2 separate regions of the Ovis aries genome follow, and region 1 is linked to region 2. The links are chromatin contacts, called in public Hi-C maps. All regions are on one chromosome and are shown on one strand. Each heading gives the region's core, a stretch centred on a gene start, on an enhancer-like site or on the middle of the called end of the contact. The rest is flanking DNA. Distances are from core to core; before and after follow the strand shown. Region 1 has its middle 190 kb from the start of COL3A1. Region 2 holds the start of COL3A1 (collagen type III alpha 1 chain).

Region 1 (4,567 bases), core at 845-3,344, 190 kb after region 2:
CTAATGGGTAGTGGAAAAGGCAAAGGGAACAACTTTTACTGAAGGTTTATTCAACTTGAAGAATTACTTCTATCTTTAGGCCTGTTTCCAAAAAATAAAGATTTTTACAGTTTTCTGAGAAATCTTAAAAAACAAGCACATTTTCTGTTTTAACCTCCCAAACCAAATACACATTTAATTATTCAACATTTAAAATAGAAACCCAAAGATATGCTTCATTTAATCAAATATTACAAAATAAGTGTCAACTAACTATTTCTAAGTAAGTTAGATGACCACATAATTAAAAACAACCCTCTAAGGAAAAGGCAAGACAGTGGTGTAGAACACCCTGAGCTTACCTTCTCCCATGAACATACTGAATATTAACCTATATCTCTAGCAATTCCTCCTAATAAAGACCTGAGGGCTAATCGAACAGCTATTGCTCAAAGAAGGATCACATAGTACTGAGTGAGAAGACAGAGACACTGTATCCACGGGAACCCCACCCTACAGGAGGGCGACCTGCAGTGAGCAGAGATATAGCTGAGGGACTTAATCATAGTCTTGCCAGCCTGTCCTGAGATATAGCAAAAAACCCCAACAGCTTCAGGGGCATCTATACTATACATGAAGCAAATCTATTTACTAACCCTAGGGCTTCTGCCAAATAAGCAGGGAAATTCTGAAGCCCCTGCTAGGGTTGGGGGCACTGATAAGTGTCATTATTTGAGTCCCCTCAGGACTACCCCCAACTGCTCCAGCTTCAGCTCCAGCTATCTGACCAAGGCTGCCTTGGGCACAGCACTCCAAGGGCCTGCCTCTGTCCAGGACTCGCTCCAGCCCCAGCTGGCCTGCCATATCCACTGGGCACAAACAGTCTACACAGGGTGAGCTCCCACACAAGGCCATCCCTTTAAGACCAGGAAAGGTAGCTGTTTTTGCCTAATTCATAAAAGCAAAAAGCATAAGTCCAATAAAATGAGGAGACAGAAGAATATGTTCCAAATTAAAGAACAAGATAAAGCTCTAAGGAAAAAAACCTAATGAAAAGCAGATGAATACTTTATCTGATAAAGAATTTTTAAAAAAAAACAGTCATAAAGATGTCCATGAAACCCAAAGAAGGATGGAGAGACTCAGTGAGAACTTCAACAAAGATTGAGAAATATTAGATGGAATCAAAATGAATATATTAACTGAAAAAAAAATCTCTAGGGAATCAACAGCAGAGATGATACGAATAACAAAGGTGGCCACTCTCCCCACTTTTATTCCAATGAATTGGAAGCCCAAGTCACAGCAATCATAAAACAAAAAAGAGAGAAATAAAAGGAATCCAAACTGGAAAGGAAGAAGCAAAACTGTCACTGTTTGCAGATGATAAGATACTATATATAGAAAACCCTAACATGCATGCATGCATGGTCAGTTGTGCCCAAGTCTTTGTGACCCCATGGACTGCAGCCCACTGGGCTTCTCTGTCAGTGGGATTTTCTAGGCAAGAGAATATTGGAGTGGGTTGCCATGTCTTCCTCCAGGGGCTCTTCCTGACCCAGGGACTGAATCCGCTTCTCCTTTATCTCTTGCATTCTTTACTTACCACTGTGCCACCTAAGAAGGCCTTCACCTATGAACAGCTCTGTTAAACGTGTCATTTTGACATTCTGCTCTATCAATCTACTCACACTCTGAAAGCGAGAATGCAGATATTTCTCAGTTCTTTTTTCAAAGCTTGCATAATATCTTTCTTTCCGCTTACATATAATACTCTATTTCTAGCTTTCTTTCAAAAAAGTTCCAAATTATTGTGGAGTATTTTTATGTTGTTTGTATCTCCAACTTGTCACCTTAGTGAAATCCTGGTAATATTCATAGATGGTTGCTTCTTTTTGATGGAAAAGAGTGAGGTTTCCAGAGGGAATAGGTAACTTCAAGGCATATAAAACATATTAACTGTTACAAACATAACTTTGTCTAGCTCCCAACAACCTGCATTTCCTTTAAGCTGTTTTCTTAGGAAAGTTTGCAGCAGCAAGCTAACTTTTCTCCCTGTCTTTCTTCCTTTGTCCCCTTTGTTATGAAATGCACTGTGTGCCTACCCAGCTGTGCTGGCAGGGTGTCAGAAGTATGAATCACTGCTTGATGTTCACACACGAAGAGGAACTAACACACACACACAAAAGTAAAAGATATTGCTCTTGGATTTTGTTTGCAATCAGACATCAGGGAAAGGAGGCAATTGTGTGATTTTCAATGAGGTATGATTATGTATTTCTTCCTATGTCATTAGTCAATGACACTGATATTTTCTGTTAGCTGTACAAGAGATGAAATTGGAAGAGAGAAATAGTCTTCACAGATATGTCTTGATTATATTTTAGGTAGGAAATCTCTTGACAATGTTAGCAAACGTTTTCATTAAAATGTCACAAAGGCAAAACATCACTGAGAAAGTATTAACTAAGTATGGTTTCTCAAATCCGCACAACCATTTGGTAACATATGTGTATATTTCTTTCTGTCCTTCAGTCTCTGTTTATGTATTGATTAGAATTATAGAATCTGAGACCTGGAGAGAATCTTATAAAACATATTTTTAAAGATAGAAACATCAAGTTCTAGTAATCCTAAGGGGTTTACTCAGCCCCATACTGATAAATTTTTTCAGGATCAAAGCTAGCACTTAATCTCATAACCCAGTTTACTGTGATTTTCAGTTCACTCCCCTCTGTAATTCCCCCCTCCCTTGGTCTAGTAATCAGTAAAGAAAATAGCTCAGTGAATCATTGGTGTCAGTGTTTAGTTTGTCCTACATTGTCTGATAATTAAATTATCAGGTGCCCATGTCATAACTTGCCCTTGGATTTAAGTAGGTTAAACACTTGAGTTAAACAATATGACAGGACTCAGAAGGTTCTAGTTAAAGAACAATTATACATCTTATTGCCAATCAGAAGAGAAACAGATTCATAAACATATTCTCATGCCTTGTAGATGAGAAAGCTTTAATAAAGCCAGTTGGCTGCAACATTTCTTTTTTTCTCTCTCCCTTGCTCCCAAAGGAGGAGAAGGGTGAGAAAGAGTCCAAGGGCAAAAGTGAATCTGAGGATGAAGTAATGCCACGTAGCTTCTCAGGAAAAAAAAAAAAAATCAGGCCGTATCTTTCCGAAAATAAAGGCATAAATCCTATATGCTAAAAGTTCAGGAAATTGAGATCTCTCTCTGCAATGATCTCTAAACTATGCTAGATTTTCCATTCTGTTTTTATAGCTTTATTAATTACATTCTTTAAAAAGAGAGCTCTAATTTTGCCTTTTGTAATGTGGACAATGCTGCCTAGATGCAAAGCTAGTTGTAAGAAAGCTAAATGTAAAGAATGGAGGCATGGGTTCACTATGAGAACTATGTGGTTATGTAATTAAATATTTATGTGATGCATACTTTGTGTGTCAATAAGTTTAATTCAATATAGAGTTCTCCTTTGAGAACTCAGTGTTCCAGCAATAAGGACCAAAAAGCCTGCTACAAGTCCAGTTTTACTGATCATGTTAGAAATAGTTACTGTCCTTTATCTTGTGAGCTCAGATGGTTAAGTATTGTGTAAATATTCTTGACCAAGTGACTACTGTTATTTTTTCTCTGACTCTTTGTAGAACCCAATAGCTAATTCCATTTACTGAAGCCTCCTTGGTTAAGGGTTCTGGAAAGTTTCAAGTGCATATAATAAAAAACAGTGATGAACTAACTTAGGAATGCAATTTTACAAAGTTGTCATGAAAACAGCAAACCTATTAGAGAGAAGGAAAAGTTGTGAAGTACAGTAAAAATGTCTATCTTAGAAGAGAAGAGAACAGTGAGTTTTGCAGCCTTTCCCTGGTCCTCCTTTGCCTACATGTTTCCCCTTCCTCAATTTAAGAGCAGGTATTAGGAAACTAAGAGATGGGACGGTTTTTGTGGGATAAACGAAAAGAGACAAGAAGGAAAACTGGTAGGGTTGGGGGGAAGCAGAGGGATGGAAGAGAGAATTCTAGAGCCCACAGTGCATGTTTACTCAGTCACTCAGTCGTGTCAGCTCTTTGCAACTCTATGGACTATGGCCCTCCAGGCTCCTTTATCCATGGAATTCTCCAGGGAAGAGTACTGGAATGGCTTGCCACTTACTTCTCCAGGGATCTTCCTGACCCAGGGATCAGGGACCCGCTTCTGAATTTCCTGCATTGGCAAGTGGTACCACTGTACCCCCTGGGAAGCCCCTAAAGCCTAGAGAGTGTGTGTGTGTTCAGTTGCTTTAGTGGTGTCCGACTCTTTGCAACTATATGAACTATAGCCTGCCAGGCTCCTTGTCCATGGAATTTTCCAGGCAAGAATTCTGTAGTGGGTTGCCATTTCTTTCTCTAGAGGATCTTCCTGACCCAGGGATCAAATTCACGTCTCTGCAGTCTCCTGCGTTGCTGGGGATTCTTTACTACTGAGCCACTGGGGAAGTCCAAAGCCAAGAGTAGCCATTGACAATTGCAAGCTTTTGCCCTGGGGTAAGAGGTATGCGGGCTTCCCAGGTGGCTCAGATGTTAAAGAATCTACC
Region 2 (3,944 bases), core at 364-2,863:
AAGAGAGGAAAAAGATGGAGGAGGCACATGGAGGACCCTTGGGGATGCGGGAGAGAGTGACAGAGAAAGAGGAGAGGGAAGAGGAGACATGGGCTTGCCTAGGAAGGGGGTGGGGTGGTAAGTGAAGGAAAGACAAGGGGGAGGAGGTCGAAAGAGGCCAAAAGGGGTGGAGAAAGGAAGGGAGAAGAGGAAAAGGAGGAGAAGAAATAAAGGGAACAAAGAATATGGGTGTTTCTTTTCTTTTGTGACCATGGGCTGAATATAACTGAAGCGAGATCATTGGGTGTGTCCCCTTACTTACATACACAACCTGTGAGGACATTAAAGGCATGATATTAAAATTGAAAAGCTGTTTTCAGACACATGTTCACCAAAGCAGTAGGCTTAAATGTAAACTTTTTTATTATGTGTGTGTAGAAATGTAGATATAAAAACTTCTTGCATCTTCAAATTTAGCACTTAAAGATTTATTTCTATGAAAATTTTAATTCTAATATGTCAGATATTTTCATGACTCTGAGAAGCATATAAATTAAAAGACATGTTTTCACACAATGAAATAATGAACCAAACATGGCTTCGAGGAAAGTACAACATGAAAATTACTGCTTGCACTTATTAGAATATACAGCAAATCAACTTTTTGAAGTCAAACAGCACTAGCGTCTTTACCTTGTTTGCAGAAAAGTCAAACATTCTCTTGAAAATATTTTCATAAATCTTCTCCTTATTAACATAAAAGCACTTAAAATGAAGAACATGCAAAAACACTAGACCCTTAACAATAAAGTATTAGCAAATACATGTTAATCAACTATGTAAGTGCTTGAAAGCGAAAAAAATAGAAATGATGGAACTTCTTTGCAATTTGAACCTGGTTAAAGAACACTCAAGTTACTGTTGCTGTCTTACAGAAATATACTCGGTGATTCTAACAATATATAATATTTCCCTGTAGACTATACTTAAAGCATGCTATTTTTAAATTATCTTATCTTACTGGGTAAACAATGCTTAATACTCTATCCTGACAAAGAACCCAGCATACAAAGGAGAGCATAAAAGTATTACAAGAGACCAATAACTTCAGATTGCTTAGGGAAGCATTCCAAGATGTTAACAATCCAGGAGGGGAACTTTTTAAAGCCGTTTAAAGAGTTTCCAGCGCCGTTAACATGAAAACAAGTTAGTACAAGAACATCTTTTTCTTCAACGACGGGAGAACTTTTAAATACAGAAATGACAATATTCTCTTTAAGCAAATATAAAAGGCACCATCCTGGTCAGTTCTACATTTCACAGCTGGGAGCTGACAGACAAAATTAGCATTTATGAGGCAGAGTTCCTCTTTCTACCTGTTTGTAAGGAGAAGTAAAGACAAAACCCCCGTGAAGTTTCTTGAAAGCAATACCTACTCACCTTCCTGTTGTGCCAAAATAACAGTGGGATGAAGCAGAGCGAAAAGTAACCAGGTCCCCTTTTGCACAAAGCTCATCATGTCTAAATATCAGACATGAGACTCTTTGTGCAAAAAGGAGAAAAGAAAAGCAGGTCAGAGTAGCACCATCAGTTGTTCCCTGCCCTTCAGCACCGGGCCCGTCATAAAACTCAGCCACTGAGATTCCTGTGCTTTGGCCTTAAATAGGAAAAAGTTTGGCTTCCCTCACTTTCCAGCCCCTTTCTGAAATATGAGAGCAGCACCCATCCCCTTAGCAGTAAAAGAAATGATTAATATGCCTTTTTCCCTTATGGAAGACACAACCCACAAAGAAAAATGGCACATCTGGAGTTTGTGTGCATCTGAGTATGTATATGTTTGTTGCATATTTTAGTCATGTGTATATTTGCATAACTTAAAATATATATCAAAATGCTCTGCCTTGAGTTTTAATAAAAGAATTACATGTGTATATTTTAAAATAACCCTTCATTAACAGCTGCATAATTTTGAGAAATTGCCTGATGCCCATTTTTTGAGCATGACTAATTTGCAACCTTGATCTTCCTAGATTTTTATCTTGGGATTTTGCCAGAATCCCCCTTAACTCAATTTAAATAGGGAAGTGCAAAAGATTAACTGGAAGAAAAATCTCTGTTTTTCCCTTTCATTCATCCACCCACTCTGAGTCCCAGAAATTCAGTTTTAAATAAATGTCAAAAGACTATGTATCTAAGGTATGTTTGAATGACACCTGAAAAGTTAGATGCTTATCTCGAGCTGTTTCTATTTCTCACAAATTTCTTTAGCCAGCCAAAGAGGATTCCTTGTGAGATTTCAAATTTTATGCTGCTTGTAAAAGCTGAAATGGATTTTTCTAGAGGAAAATTTAGCCCTTCATGTCTTGACTGTGTAAGAAACAGAAAGAGAAAGACCTTATCTGCGAAATATCAAAATAGTACCAGAAGTTCTCATTTTATCTGGATTGGTATAAATACTAGTATAAATATTTCCAAATTTAGATTTCCATGTGTCTAATTTCCAGACCATATTAACATAGCTTTTCAATGTGTTTATTTCTGGATGTGGGGAGTAATTTCTGGGTTGTATTTGAAAGAAGGGCAAATACCATTTGATAAATCTTTGCAAGAAAAATATGCTCATCCACAGTACCAAGTTATTTCTAGCAATCAAGATATTTCTTTATACCCCAATCATCAGCCCATAGTTCCTTCATTTATCTCTGTATTCTGGTAGAGCTACTCAATTCTAATCACGATCACCTGCATTTATTTTATTTTTGCCCTGTCAACTTAACCATGCCAACTCCATGCCTGTATGTGCACATAAAATTCTCCCCACGTCACAGCAATTCATGGAAGTAACTCCTCTAATGCCTGGTTCAAAACTTTCTTCCATTAAACTTGTTTTCGTGTTCTTTCTCTTTCTGCCAGTCCATGTTACTCAATTTTTACTCAATTCACATAATATCTGCAGAATGCCAGGTTATATCCATGCTATAAGTGAGGAGAGTAGTACACAGGCCTCCCTATAGGCCCAGTTACAAAAAGCACACAGATGTTCCAATATAGATGACATCATCTGGTGACAAGAAAAGAAAACCAGTTGGACCAATCTCTTGTACATCTTCTGATTTTAAACCAGAGAGTCACCACTTAAAGGAAAAAAAAAAGGGTAATGATTGAACAGTCATGAAAACAAGCTCTGCTCTTGGATTATAGAGGACATACTGGGGGAAAAGACTGTTATATCTATCATTCTCTCTCTCAATCATCTTTATTTTATACTTTAAAAAGATCCCCTTGTGTTCAAACCAATTCAGAAACATAGTTAATTTTTCTCCTGGTGTCTTTGATGCGTGAAAAAATACATTATCTGTACACATTATCTTATTATTTTAAATGATCAATAAAAGTTGAAATGCATTAAATTTCTTCATTATAATTATAATTGTTTTCTAATATGGAAAAATTGGATATGTTAGTTTTAAAATAATGCTTTTTATGCCTTATTTCAGGCATTACATATACAATTTCTACTGTAATTTGTCTTAAAATTCTGTTTGATATCTATTCAAATAAAGTTTTTATACCCATAAGAAAAATCCGTGATCAATGTGCTCATTAGAAAAGTTAGCTGATACTTTGTACACACACACACACAAATTGTGTTTAAGATATCCATGAGAGATCCAGAGATAAATCTCATACTCCAAATTTTCTGATTTAGCATTCTTCACTACCTCGAGCATGTTGAGGTCCTGCACCAGGATCCTTTGTAGTCAATGTCCCAGATCCTATTTTTCTTCTTCAAGTCAAAATGTTTTATATATGGTATCTAGATGGATGTGGATCTCAGTTGGTGTCACGATTGGGTGGAATACACACACTGGTGAATTCTACTGTGCAATCCAACAGTTGATGTCCTCATGGTAACCTAGACACATATTTCTTTCTATATATCCCTGATTTCTCTGATATTAGCC

What was found. A called contact is a pair of places that touch in the nucleus more often than the background predicts.
Region 1: a contact with region 2 is called in a Hi-C map of tail adipose tissue, with 6 times the contacts expected there. The contact joins the enhancer-like site here to the promoter of COL3A1 in region 2. A contact is called at or near these places in 3 of 16 Hi-C or Micro-C datasets (omental adipose tissue, skin fibroblasts and tail adipose tissue).

The regions. Positions count from the first base shown.
Region 1 is chr2:120,587,142-120,591,708 of ARS-UI_Ramb_v3.0, forward strand. No RefSeq gene overlaps it. Among named protein-coding and RNA genes, the nearest start is that of COL3A1, 190 kb to the left of the region's middle. Within about 2 kb of position 2,095, at least 11 of the 54 cell types and tissues checked have an H3K27ac peak or open chromatin away from gene starts, as enhancers often do. A contact at or near this core is called in tail adipose tissue, where this site is marked.
Region 2 is chr2:120,401,498-120,405,441 of ARS-UI_Ramb_v3.0, forward strand. COL3A1 (collagen type III alpha 1 chain) reads right to left here and starts at 1,614. Exons shown (of 51, transcript XM_004004514.5): 1 at 1,420-1,614. The coding sequence starts at 1,498.